Regions from separate parts of the Mus musculus genome. Here regions 1 and 3 are each linked to region 2. The links are chromatin contacts, called in public promoter capture Hi-C maps. All regions are on one chromosome and are shown on one strand. Each heading gives the region's core, a stretch centred on a gene start, on an enhancer-like site or on the middle of the called end of the contact. The rest is flanking DNA. Distances are from core to core; before and after follow the strand shown.

Region 1 (4,614 bases), core at 1,929-4,428, 1.4 Mb before region 2:
ACAAATCAAGCAGGCTCCAGGAAGGGGTCTCTCCTTCGGTATCAGGGTGATTTTCTGAGGTTCCTGGTGACCCCGGGAAGCTGCCCATGTCTGCACCACGACCCTCACTATCCAATCCTTCAAAGTAATCAATGTCAATTATATCTGAGGCTGGTTGGGTCTCGAGAGTGCCCTGAAGGGGAAAAGTGGGCTCTGGTGTGCTGCCTCCCAGGTTCAGCCGAACCTCCAAGGGGATCTCTTTAGGGAGTTCAGGGCCTACACTAGGCTTATCATGGACAGCAGGGGAGGGAGGTCCACTGGTTTCAGTAGCCTCAGGGATGGCAGGGGGCATTGTAGATGACCCAAGGGCCTCATCAGGAGCCTGGAGCGTAGCTGGAAGGGTCTGGGCGTCGCCACTGCCAGCCTCTGCAGTCACTCCACCCAGGCCTGGGCCATCTGCCTCTAGCCAGGCAGTGCCAGTCACTGCAGCCGATGCCTCTAGTGCCTCCTCTGGCCCGACCCCAGGGCCCACCGCAGCCATCTCACTGCCCCGCTCTGTCCACGAGGTCTCATCTTCCCCAGCTGCTGGCAGGCCGGCTTCCTCCCGCGTGTCATTGGCACGCGACTCCCATGCCAGGCTGCTCCTCACCAGCTCTTCAGCCTCGATCGCACTGCCTGTTTCCCGTGCTGTGGGAGGGAGGGCAAGGGGCAGGGTGTCAAGGTGGCATGTCCCGGTGAGAGGCTGAGGTAGATCCTGTAGACCTAGGTCCACCCTGGGACATTGCTTTGGTTTCTAAGGCCACGCCCCATTTCTAAGGCCCGCCCCTGAATCTGCCTCCCAAGCTTGGTAAATACACATTGCCTATGGTTTCCCGCCCCAAATAGCACCCGCAGTCTGCGAGACGAGGTCAGGGTACTCCCCCAACTTTGGCTCATCCTTGCCTCATCTTCCGGACCCCGCCCCGTCCCGCAGCCTCGCCCACAAATCGCATCTAGGCCCCCCGCCCCCGATCAGACCCCGCCCCTACCTCAAGACCCCACCCCCACCCTAGCCCACCCTGCTGTCTGTTCACAGGCTATGGGCTGCTCCCCGTTGGCCTGTGTCCTCCACCCCCTACAGGTCCTCTCCTCCTCCCCTTTCCCGCCGGGTCCCGGGCTGTAGGCCAGGCGGTGCCCCGCCCCCTTGTCAGGGCTTGGGGACTCCACCTGGACCTGAAGTCAGCGAGACCCTGGCATGGGGTGGGGCGCAAGGGGCTGGCTGGGGTCCCGGTCCGGGTGGATACCTACCCGGTACGGCCCCAGCGGTGAGCACCAGCGTGACCCCCAGAAGCAGCAGCACTGGCGGCGGCCCCCAGTCCGGGCCCCCGCCTCCAGCTCGGCCCATTGCGCGGAGCCCCTGCCGCTGTGCGCGGTGCGCGCGGCTTGGCTGCGCCCTCGGCTTGCCCGGCCGCTGCGCCTGCCGCCCGTGTGCGGCCGCCTCAGCCCACGGTGGGCAGCATGAGCCGCCGCATGCCGCCGTCAGCCGCTGTCCTCCGAGCGCCGCGCCTCCCCGCCTCCCGCGCCGCCGCTGCCGCTTGCCGCTGCCGCGTTCGGCGCCGCCCCCACTCCGCCCGCCCCGCAGCACGTCGCGTTGACGCCGGCCCCTCTCGGTCTTCCTCGCCAGGGGACAGTCAGACCCCTCTGGCACGGGACGTGGAGAGCGATGCAAGCGCGGCGCGCAGGGGCGGCAGCAGAGCCACTGGGGGAAGCCGACAGGTGCACCGGCGGCAGCCCACGGGGCCCGCTTGCGCTTCCAGTGCTGAGCGCGCTGGGCCGCGGACCTGCGAGGAACCCACCCGCCACGCGCGCGCAGGGGAGGCGGGGACGTCGCGGGCTCCGACACCCGCAGGCTCGGGGCGGGGCTCGGAAGGGCCACAGGGGGCGGAAGCCCGCGCCCCCAGTGTGGAGAGAGCGGAGCCCGGGGCACGGACTGTCCGGTGCCAATCCAGAATTCGGTGTCCAGAAGGTTCTCCAGTCCGACTCTAAGTCTTCTTCCGGAGAGCAGGGAGAACATCGACAGAGCCTGGCAAGGAGGCGAATACTACGGCCTAGGCTCTAATTGGATCAGACCTAATCTGTCCACAGCCAAAGCCATTAGTTTAAATCTTGCACAGCCAGGTCCACCCAACGTGTTATCCGGTCCCCAGTATTTGGACTCCACCTTGCGTTTTCTAAATCCAGGGCGGCCTTCCGCAGGTGACCAGTACTACCCAAACCCAAGTTCCTGGTTAAACCAAGAGGTCTAGATCACTGCCAGGTGCACATGCAACGTGGAGAGAGAGGTCTCTGTTCCTAACCCAGGTTCACTGCTTACTGGGAGACCTGTTGGAAGGGAGGCAGAACTACAGCTTAGTCACCTGGCTTTCCCCGCCTCCAAATAGCCTACATATTGATGTTTTATTATCGACCTAAATGATCATGTTCAGCTCAGTCCAAGGGTTAGTCCAAGGGCGATGCTGGTGTTGATAGTCTTCTGTCAGTGACCAAATATGAACAAGATGGAGGACCATCATTTAATCTGTCTCATACCTGTCTTCTAGTGAGTTGCCTTGGTTCAACACTCCTTTTCTCTCACAAGTATGGTTGCAGCTTAGAGTCCCCTCAAGGCTGACAAAATTCCAGCAGCTAGGCTCTTATATCCTGGCTCGGAGGTGGCTATGTAGGGTCTGTATGACATCTAGAGAGTGGCAACCAGACATACGTGTCCTAGTTTGGAGTTCCAGTCAAGAGGGGGCTTGCTTACCCAGATATAATACCTATTTCTCTCTTCAATTCCTGGGTGGTAGTTGTCAAAAGTGGATGTTGGTGGAAGTTCCTACCACACAGGAGATCCTATGTAAGTCCTTTCATGCTAGGGCATGGTCACAATAAAGTCTTTTCCTACTTATGGTAAAACACTTAAGAGTTAGGGAGAGCACTTGCCTAAAATGAGTGAGACTTCAGGTTCAATTCCTAGTACTGCAAAATAATTGTATTTGCTGGTTATGGTAGCTTATGTCTGTAATCCCTGTCTAGAACCAACTAACCAACCAAATCCTTCTATCTACCCTATTTCCCACCCGTAACTATCCTTTTAAATTCTGTTTTGATCAGTAGAACAAACAAGCGAATGTGAAATATTTCCTTCCTCAACTATCTTCTCCCCTCCCTGCAGAGAAATTCTGCTACCACTTTTTTCAATTTTGTTTAAGTTGTCTGAAACTGAACCCAGGGCCTTGTGCATGCAAGTAAAGTGATGTCAGTGAGCTATATATCCAGCACCAATTTGGTACTAAGCAAGCAAGCAAGCAAGCAAGCAAGCAAGCAAACCAACCAACCTCTGGCCTTCTGCTCCTCCCTAACACTGAGAACAGAGTAATTGGGCAATGCCCATTCTGTGGTGAGAAGAACAAGATTTAGCATCAAATCTGTGTGTCCCCCGAGTTAGTCACTGGCGACTCCAGCATGAAAGGATCTGGCAAGCAGTGTCAAATGTATGGTGTGTGCGTGCATGAAGTGATATGAGAACTAGAACAAGGAAACCACCACTGCCTATCTATAGCTTCCACGTGTCCTCTATTCACATCATGCGCCATCTGGGCGCTACACATGCTTTGTATGGCAATGGCTTCTTCATGCCTCTTTCCTACTGTTTTGGTAATTTGTCTCCAAAGCCAAGCAGAGCCATAAAGACCATTGCCATGACTGCCGTACACACCCTTAAGTGCAGAAAAGACACCTGCTTCACTGATGCTACCACCACTGCTCCCATACCATGACCACACATAATTTGGTCTGGATGGAGAACATCAATTTGACTTTAAATCCTCAGTATAAACACCAACATATTCAAATTTTGGCTTTCCTTTTTAAAAGCTGTATTCATCTGAATATGGAGGCTTCTTATATCACCCTTTAAATTCATGTACACGGGTGTTTTGCTTGCAAGTATCTGCACAACACCCATATCTGGTATCCAAAGAGTCAGAAGAGTCAAGCGCTAGAACTGTTGTTACAAACAGTTCTAAGTCGCTGTTTGTGCACTACAGACCCTCATTTCCTTTCTTGCATTTCAAAAGGAGCAGGATGCAGAGTAGGACAATAGAAGCCTTGTCTCCTTACCCAGCCCAGCATCCACTTTTACCTGGGCATTTAATGCTTCAGCCCCTTGAGACCTTCCCTCATAACCCAGGTTGGCAACAATCTTTACAGACCTGAAGCCAACCTTAAATTCCTAACCCTCCTGTCTCTACCTCCCATGTTCCAGGAGTACAGGTATGCCGCTATGCTGCTATGTCTAGCTGTTACTAATGACCACCACAGAATGATCAAGCTTCTGATCTTAGGCATGGAGACAAGCGATTGCTTTTGTGGGGGGTGGGGTGCAGAATGGGCTACTAGGAATAGGTCTACTCACACCATTCCTGGTAGGAAGGGACGGGCTAAAGGGCTTTTGTGTTGACAAAACTTCCTCACAAAGACTGAGTGTTCTCATTTCAGAAAAGGGTTATCACAAACCTTGGGGTGGTTATTTTGCCAGGCAATGGTTTGTTATTATGATGCAAAGGGATTTTGAATTTATTAACTAACTCTAAAGCCAGGCCAGTTAGGAGAAAA
Region 2 (4,758 bases), core at 918-3,417:
CTTCACAGACCACAGAACTTGCAACCCTGAGGTTGGAGGTAGCTCACCCTGAGGAAGCTGCATGATGGCCACACTCAGGCCAGATAACAGATCACCCAGGAGCCATTCACGCACAGGATACCGGGGTAACCAGCCCAGGACTGGAACGTGCTGGAGCAGAAGAGAATGGGCCCGAGCACGGGAGCATCTAGGACGGAGAAAAGTCTGTTACAGGGTGGACTGTCTGGGCCTTGAAAGAACCCCCAGAACCTCTCCCCTCATCATTACCGGAACCAAGTTCGCCACTGGTGGGTCTTCGCCGCTGGGCCCCAATGCCCCAGATCTTCTAGCTGCTCCTGGTTCAGCAATGGCCTTTCCACATGGTAGTCTCTCCTCTGCAGCTCCATTTCTTGGGCTGCAGACAGGAGTGCCTGCGTCTGATGTGTCCCTTGGTCTAGAGAGGTGAGACCACAGATATACAATAGAACTTCTACTTGGGACCACAGAGCCACATACCTGAGTTTTCTGGGCTCAAAGATCAAGGGTAGAGCTAACTCTGCTGGTCTCTGAGGGCCCCGTGCTCACACCCTGACAGAGGCAGTATCTGAACTTTGGCTGCTGGAAGACTCTTTCTGGGCCAAAGTCTCTCCGGAAGGGAGAGATGGATGAGCATGCCCACACATCCAGCTCAGGTGTGGCTGCCCAGCCCCGAGTACCACTTCAAGTCCAAGTCCAGGTCTGGGTCCAGGTCCAAACTGACTGCGCTTCCTAGCCCCTACCTCTCAGGCCCTTGGCTTCCTTCCCTGAATCAATTCCTGTCCAGTCCCCTTTCCAGCTTTTCCACCAGGAGCCCAACCTTGTTGGCTGAGAGCGAGTTGACAGATAAGAACTAGCAAACCAGAGGTCTGTAAGCAATACTGCCCTCCAGTTTCAGGACAGGGTCCAGCAAGACTCCAGGGTCGAAGCTCTCACCTCCAGGGAGTTTTGACAGGCTCCCACTCGAAGTAGAGAGACTTCACCTGGGAACAGGAGCTTTTGGAAGCCAATCCAACCTGGAGGGAACTCTGCCCTGAAAGCTTTCACCAGCCAGGCAAGTTCTGACCGGGGGTGTGGGAATCTCTCATCGGGAGGCACTTCTCTGGAGAGGCACTTCTCTCGGAAGTGGGAGACTTTACCAGAGAATAGGATCTGAGGGGGTCTCTCAGAAGAAACTCTGATCTGGGGGGGGGGTGCCTCCATATGGAATGCAGCTCTCTATAAATATATTTCAGGGGAAACAAATTTGGAGTGGGCAGGGGGGAGGGGCTAGCCTGTGGGAAAGATATCACCTGTGAGTTCTGATCTAGGAGAGGCTATAACCAGGGGAGAGAATCCCACCAGAGGGGTAGGAACTCACCTGGGAAGACTCTCTAACCTGGGTATCCAATGGAGGAGGGAGCAGTGCAGACGCAAGGAAGATCTTCAGAGATTCTCTGCACCGCGGGCTCCAGGAGATCTCAGCGGCCCCTCTCCCCTCCTTCAAGATCTCTCAAGTCTTCTTAAAGGGCTCCCTCCCCTTACCAGGCGGCACGCGCCTTGGAGGGCGGAGCCTTGATGCTTGGCACCTCCCTTTGGGAGGGCACAAGGGCCGGCAGCGACAAATGTGAACAGTACCCTGCCGACTCAGGCCGCGGCTGGTCCACCGCCTGGCTAGAGCCTGTCTTGCAGCGGTTTCTCTCCCAGTCCCAACGCGCCCAGCTGGCACACCTCCCGTGCCAGGACTCCTCGGTAAGCAGCAACTTCCCTGCAGCGCCCTTATTAGCACTCCAGGGACGTTCAGTACAACCCTCAAGAGCTGGGGTCGCGCCAGAGCCCGCCCCCATCCCTCGCTGTTGATGGATAACCTCCTTCGGAAAATCGGCAAGGCGGTAAACTAAGGCTCCGCAGACGGGAAATGCCTGTCGGGGACTTGGAGGTTCCCTTCCTGAATTGACCCAGGCCGGGAGTCACAGAACTACTAGCGCTTCGCGGGCACGCGGAATTTGGGCAGCGCCCTGCAACTCACCGGACCCATCGGGAAGTCCCATGGCCCTCAGAGGGTAACTCGTGTACCGCTTTTCAAACAGCTCCCCCAGGAGGCCACTACCGGCTAGAAGGTGGCGCCAGGCCCAGAACTTGGCCGGCCGCAAGCTCCACCGCTAGGATGTGCAAGATCAGACCAATCAGAATTCTGGGGGTGGAATCCAAGTCATACTCTCTGGGCGGGGCGAGCCCGGAGAATAAAATTTTAACCCTTTCCTTCCCGTCGGCCTAGCTTCTGTCCCTGCCTGCGATTCTTGTTAACCTGCTGGGAGCTGGAGCATTCTGCTGAGACTGGAGGACTGGAACGAAGGCCCAGCGCTACGCTTGGCCAATGTTATGCCTCTGTGCCCTTAAGTGGCTGGACCTAATTGTATGCTTTGTAGAAGGTCCCCACTTTATGCAGAGGAGACATTCTTGACCGATCTGGATGCCTAGGTGTGCAACCAGGGGCCCCAGCCTCAACTGTGGGAGATCTAGGCCTGTAGGGTCTCTCAGGGACCACCAAGCTGTGAGTATCACCCTCAGATTTTTCCTTCTGAGACCTGGCACAGTGGTCCTCAAGACCAGCCCCACCCCACCTCCATTTCTTTTTTTCCAGACAAGTTTTCTCTGTTTAGCCTTGGCTGTCCTGGAACTCTCTGTAGACCAGACTTGTCTACAGAGATCCACCTGCCTCTGCCTAGTGAGTGCTGGGATTAAAGAAGAGATCAAAGGTATTTGTCACCATGGGTGGCTTCTTAAGCCCCCCCCCCCCCTTTCACTTTCACACCTGGCTGCCTAGACTGGAAATGGAGCACTCAGGATCCTTTCCAGGTCTGGAAGCTCTGGCCTGATCCAAGTGAGAAAAGACCAGTAAGGGCCAGAGTGTGGGTGGGTAAGCAGGAACTGAAGTGGGAACGCCTAGGTTTGGGGTGACTAATGGGCAGGGCCACAAATGTCAGCCTCTGGATATTAAGGAAACCCTCATATGACTGCCTAGACCAGGAAAGTGGCTTCTCTTGGCGCAGCTCCTGCGCTCCAACTTCAGGCTCCAGTCACAAGGTGAGAGGCCATATTTCAGAAAGAAATGGGAACCTGGTCCAAATCTCCCATGAAATGGGCTAAAAATAACTGGCTATTTTGGAGGGAGGAGAGCTCAGAGTCCTACAAAGGTCATCCTGGGTGAGTATTCTCAACAGCTGAGACAGAAAGAGGAACAAGTGTTTTCTATAGAAGTTTATTCCCAAAACAGAGCGCGGCTTCACGGAACAATTTACACAGACAGGAAAGAGGGCCACTGTTGGAAGGGGACCCCAGAGACGGGCATCTACAGAACCTAGGACATAGCAAGGACACTCTCCCAACCGACAGGCCTCTCAGCCCTTCAAGGGCAGGGGTCAGTCTGGGTAAAGAGAGCTGGGGACCTGGCTGGTGGGATTTGGCACAGGCAGTGAAGTGGGATTTTTTTGAATCTCAGAAACTGCCTCCCAAGAGTAAACACAGGGTAGGGGTGGGTGGCGGCTGCACAGAACCCCGGTCCTGAGCCACTTTCGGGGCAAGCTGTTAGAAGACTCAGCTGACCTTTGACCTGGGAAAAGTTGGGATTAGAAGCCTACCTCAAGATGGCCAGGTCCAGGGGCATCGCAGGTGGGTCTTTTAGGCCCCTCCCCCACTTTTTCTACCTTTCACTTGTAAACAAAGAGGGGGAAACATTCTGAACTATAAAACAAAGTGTGTAAGTTCAATGGTTGAAGCTGTAAACAATAAATAAAACCCAACCATGTTAAAAAAATAATCTTGATCTGTAAACAAAGTAACAAAAATGTAAAGTCCCCAGCACTGGACATCAGACAACTAACAAGAGAGTTTTGTGAGCAGGATCCTAACAGTTACCTGTCCCTTTATAAGGGACCAACAGAAGGTGGGGCAGCCACTGCTGCAGCCTGGTGCCAGGGAGGATCCTGTAAGCAGTGAGAGGCGGTGGCACCTACCTACATTCTGGGTCTTGGGTTCCCTTGTTTCTGCTCCCTTTGCTCACTGCCCCCCTCATCCCTCAAGGGGACAGTGTAATGAACCAATGGCACCACAGACAAGTGAAGGAGGGACAAAGGAGTTTCCCCTCCACCCACCCCCCTAGGAATGTCTGATTAGAGGCCCAAGTCCCTCCCTAAGGGAGAAAGGGAAGCCTTGATCTGTAAACATGACTTCTGCTGCTCCACCAGCACCTGCAGCATCAGTCCTAGGTCTTAAGGCAGTAAGCGGCAGGGACTCCATGTAATACATATCCACACCCACAGGGAGGAGTGGAGCACGTGAGCCCTCAGGAGGAGGATGGAGGAACCCCTGTTTCCAAGACCAATCCCCCCCCCCAACAGGAGTTTGGCCTAGGGGCATCGGAGAAAATGCAAAGATCAAATTTGCACCCTGGGCCCCAACAACAACGTTCAGATCAATGTGGGGAAGAGAAGGGGAAAGAGCAGGTGGGGCCTGACTCATTCACTCTGCTGTAAGATGAAATGAAAGAGCAGACGCTTAGCTAAGCGCCCAGTGGAGTGTCTCTCTCCCATCCCCTTCCCCCTCCTAGCCCAGTCTCGAGACCCCTGGGAGACAGAAAAGCTGAAAAATAACATAAGCATATCTCTCTGGTTACAAAGGTACAAAAATGTATAAAAGTCCTCCCTCAGCCCCCACCCCTGCACCTGTCACACACATGCTCACAGACGCACACAGGAGGGACCT
Region 3 (4,426 bases), core at 197-2,696, 1.7 Mb before region 2:
TGCAGACATCAATACAAGCAAATTGAGGTAAAACAATGGTTTTTCTTAGTTGTCAGCACCTGCAATCCCAGCACTGAAGAAGCTGAAGAGGAAGGATCCCAGGTTCGAGGCCAGCCACAGTAAATTCAAGAGCAGCCTAGGCAACAAGGTGAAACCATTTATCTAAAAACAACAAAATGATCTTGTGAGGGCTTAGGGAAGCTTCGCACGGACTCCTGACTCTGAAGTGGAAGCTTGCTTTTTTACTTATGTTGTTGTTTTGAGGAAGCCTGCCTGCAATCCTAATTCAGTTGGTATCTCAGGTGTACACCACCATCTGACACCCAACAGAAATATAAAAATGCCCTAGGTGTACTGAAAAGAAACTATACGACAAAACTGTATTTCGCTTTACAAGTACACTATCTTCTTTAGAGAAGACTATACAAAGGGTCTCTTAACTAAATCTTCACACGCAGTAAAGCCATCCTTGTAGATAAGATTCTAGATTCTATTACCTAAGAAATAGGACGCCAAAGTGTTCAAGCATCATAATCAAGAAATGTTTGCCAGGTTTTCACTTTCAGGTTAAAAAACAAAACTGCTGTCACCTCAACAACGGGACCAGACAAACCTTGCCACCATTACAAAACCCAAGCGCCAAAGGTGCAGAATATGAAGCTCATCGCTCTACTGGGCCAGAATTGAGTGTCCAAGGAGGAGGGAAAACAAAAAACAAAAATAATATCAAAACCGGGAATGCAACGCGGGTCTCCTCCGCGGATCGAAGCGGGGAGACGCGCGGTAGGCCCTTCCGGTCCGAGTTGCCGTCACCGATAGGCCGGGCGATGGGCCGAGCTTCCACCCGAGCCCGAGGATTCTCGGCCTACACGAGCCGGCGCCCTGACGCCGGCGTCGGCCTTTGCGGCGCCTCGGACTATGCACCGTGGTTTGCAACAGAAGCCCGGGACGCCACCGAGTGTCCTGGAGGAGCTGCGCGGAACGCCGAACCTAAGCAGGCCGACCGAGGACGCGGCAACGGCAGAGGAGGCCGTGGCCGCCCCTCCCCCACCGGGCCGCCCGCCCCAACCGCCGCGGCGACGCGAGCAGCCTTCTCCGCGCCAGGCCCAACCGCCGGGCCAGCCGAGGCCAAGCGAGGCGGCCTCCAGGAGCTCCGCCCGGCCTGCCCTCCACCACGACCGCGAGAAGCCGCCCGGGGCCCGTTACTCCGCGCGCCGCCACCGGTCAGGACGCGCCGCCCTCGGGCTGGAGCGACCAACGACAGCGGGAGACCGCGGAGCAGAGACTTACTCAGGGGTCGGGTGCTCGGGATCGTAGAAATCCCCCATCTTCGGTGGCGGCTGCTGCGACGGCAGCGGCTTCATGAGGAGCGGCTGGAGGCGGCGACGCTAGCCCCCTCCCCGCGGCAGGCCGATGCGGGGGAGGGGACCGGAGGGGAGGCGGCCGCTGGTCCGATCGCGGCGGCGGCAGGGGCGGCCGGCGTCGCTGGCTGGCTGGCTGGCCCGCCCGCCCGCTCTCTCGCTCTCTCGCTCGCTCCCTCCCTCCCTCCCTCCCTCCAGCAACCGCCCGCCCGCCGCTCTCACCCTCACACACTCACTCCCGAAGCGACGCGCACCCCGCCCGCCCTGCAGCCTTGCAGGCCCAGCCCCTTAAAGAGACACGCACAGGGCAGCCCACCGGCCGCCAGTCGGCGCGCCAGCACCACCGACCCTGGCAGGGGCGGGGTACAACCCGCCGGCCAGGCCAGGCCTAGCCTGCGGCCTCCCGGAACAATAAGTCCCGGGGCCGAGTGTTGGAGGCGGGTCCCGGAGCTGGAGGGGAGCCACCGCTGCCCCTCCCTGGACAGCGTCCGTCCCGGGAACAGCCCAAGGCCGTCAGGACACCCGCCTTCATCCTTCGAAGCCCTGGGAGAGCCTGGCCTCCGGGCACTGAGGTAGCGCAGCTGCCGCCCTCGCCCGCTTGCTCCTTTATTCGGTCTCTCTCGCCCCTTCAACTGGCTCTCGGCCGCGCACCGAAAACCAAGCTAAGCAGGGGCTGCTTCTCAGCCTGGGCTTCTCGGACACGCCCTCCGCCCGCCAGCCTCCCGCAGCCCCCACCACCGTGTTCCCACCGAAACCACCTCACCGCGGTATTCTGCCCTCGCCCTAAAAGTCAGAGAGGCTATGTTTGTTAGACCTGGGGGGGGGGGGTGGTCCTGAGGAAAAGGTTATTAATTAGTCTTACTAAAAAAAAAAAAAAAAGTTAGATTAAACTAGAAACTTTTTATTTCTGGATTAGCAGGATTTCGTGAAACTATTAGCTAATTTACACCTCGCTGAATTTATAGCAGTTGCTTATCATGAAAGTGGCAGATTAGATAGTTGAGATCTTTTGTGGAATTTTCTTTGATTAGCCACTAATTTTTTAATTGGAATCACCAATAAATTGAAATGTGATCTAACAGAATCCTTCACTAGCTAACTTGGCCGTATTGTTTAGACAAACATCTTCTGTAGTTAAGACTTACCCTGAACACTTGAATGCTTCATCCTGCCTACAACCTCTTGGGTGCTGGGATTCTAGGTTTTTTGTTTTGTTTTTCAAGACAGGGTTTTTCCTGTGGCCTAGAACTCAAATCCATCTGCCTCTGCCTCCCATGTGCTGGGGTTAAAGGCGTGTGCCACCACTGCCCAGCCTAAAATGTATTTTTAAAATTGTTTTTATAGGAATGGTATGTGTTGAGCCACACACATGCGCACGTGGAGATCAGAGGATAACAGTGAGTCCATTTTTGTCTCCCATGTGGGTCCTGTAACTTACATCATAAGGCTAGGCAGAAAGTGCCTTTACTCACTGAGCCATCTACCATGCATTTACATTTTTTTTCACTTGTATGTAGGCTAGCAGAATTTTTTTATCATTTTGTTTAGAGGTTAATCTGGATTTTTTTTTTCCTGGTAACTTTTACTCATATCATGGAAGTTCAAGGTCCACCAAAAACAAAACAAAACCCGCTCTAGGTTTCAGTCTCCCACGACCATTTTGTTTTGCATTCATTGGTGAGCTTTCCTTTGTGGCTGAAACTTGCTATGTGCTATACTGACCTCAAACTCAAAATCCTTACCCCAGCTTCCCTGATGCCTGGATTACAGGTGCCAGACACCACAACCTGCTGAAGATGAAAGTTTTGTTGTGAACAGATTCTCTCACTGCTGTGAGGATAAAAGGAGGGACTTGTGAAACCCCGAACTTCCTCTTTTTGATTCTTTTTGAGACAGGGTTTTGTGTATCCCATCTGGCCTTGACCTCAGTAAGTTGGCCAAAGATGACCTTGAACATCTCTCCTCCTCCTGCATCGACCACATAGTAGAGAGGTTACAGGAAGGGAGACAGCACCAGAGCTGGTTTATATGGTGCTGGAGATTGAACCCAAGGCTTCCTAAACACTAGACAAGTACCCACCTAGTAAGAAATATCCCAGTCCATAAAATCCTAAACTTTAAACCAATACCAGCCAATTTCTAGTCCTATGACATTGGGCATGGCTGTTTCTGGGGTTTCTACAGCCTTACCTATTGAAATAGAAGAGTATCACATAGATAATGTTATGAACATTGTACAACAATGCCTTTCATTAAACAACTATCTTTTTTTGTTTTGTTTTTTTGAGACAGGGTTTTTCCTCTGTGTAGCCTTGGCTGCCCTGGAACTCACTCTGTAGACCAGGCTAGCCTCGAACTCAAAATTCTGCCTGCCTCTGCCTCCCAAGTGCTGGGATTAAAGGCATGTGCACCACCACTGCCAGGCAAGTTTGCCTAGAGCGTGAAGCTCTCTTCCTGAGTCTCTAGTGTGCTATCACGCCCAGCTATATTTTGAATATATTGGAGCTCTTTGCCTTAAATGTCACATAAGCCATTGGCAGCCACTTGACATTAGGAAAGGGTTACTTTGCATGGATACTAAGTTGAGAGGAACCTAAGATGAGGTGTATGGGTTTCCCATTTCCTTAATAAAGTAAACAGCTCTCTAACATGAGACAGATGAATGGTACTTCAGTCTAGTGGTAACTTTGGTCAGAACCCAATAGAGTAAGCATATCAAACCATGGAGGTCAGTGGAAATTTTGAGGCCCACAAATCTTTGATTCAAATCTTTTTTAAAAAGGTCAGCACCTTTGAGATGGTGTTCAGGATTCTCTGGAATCTGGTTTGCTGTATCCCAAGTACTAGGATTACATACCACCACACCCAGTTTATATTCAAGAGATATCACCACACCCAGTTTGAACTCAAGACAAAGAAAATGTATGTTATAAGGCATGGTGGCTCATACCTTTAATCTCCACACTTAAGCCTGTTCTACAGAGAGAATTCCAGGGCAGCCAAGGCTACAGAGAAACCCTGTCTGAAAAAAAACTTTTTCAACCCAGACTTGCCTTAAAATTCCC

The links. Promoter capture Hi-C pulls out the DNA fragments that hold promoters and counts their contacts.
Region 1: a promoter capture Hi-C map of hippocampal neurons shows a contact between it and region 2, with 5 times the contacts expected there. The contact joins the promoter of Cspg5 here to the promoter of Slc26a6 in region 2. A contact is called at or near these places in 4 of 39 promoter capture datasets (the 3T3-L1 cell line, cranial neural crest, hippocampal neurons and 1 more) and 2 of 9 other capture datasets (embryonic stem cells and liver).
Region 3: a contact with region 2 is called in a promoter capture Hi-C map of liver, with 2.7 times the contacts expected there. The contact joins the promoter of Setd2 here to the promoter of Slc26a6 in region 2. A contact is called at or near these places in 2 of 39 promoter capture datasets (liver and pre-B cells).

What each region holds. Positions count from the first base shown.
Region 1 is chr9:110,242,347-110,246,960 of GRCm38.p6, reverse strand. Cspg5 (chondroitin sulfate proteoglycan 5) reads right to left here and starts at 3,178. Exons shown (of 5, transcript NM_013884.3): 1 at 1,267-3,178; 2 at 1-666. The coding sequence starts at 1,363.
Region 2 is chr9:108,851,452-108,856,209 of GRCm38.p6, reverse strand. It overlaps Slc26a6 (solute carrier family 26, member 6), which reads right to left and starts at 2,167. Exons shown (of 20, transcript NM_134420.4): 1 at 1,376-2,167; 2 at 268-433; 3 at 48-187. The coding sequence starts at 386. Celsr3 (cadherin, EGF LAG seven-pass G-type receptor 3) reads right to left here. Exons shown (of 36, transcript NM_001359572.1): 36 at 3,241-4,758.
Region 3 is chr9:110,529,617-110,534,042 of GRCm38.p6, reverse strand. It overlaps Setd2 (SET domain containing 2), which reads right to left and starts at 1,446. Exons shown (of 21, transcript NM_001081340.2): 1 at 1,291-1,446. The coding sequence starts at 1,364.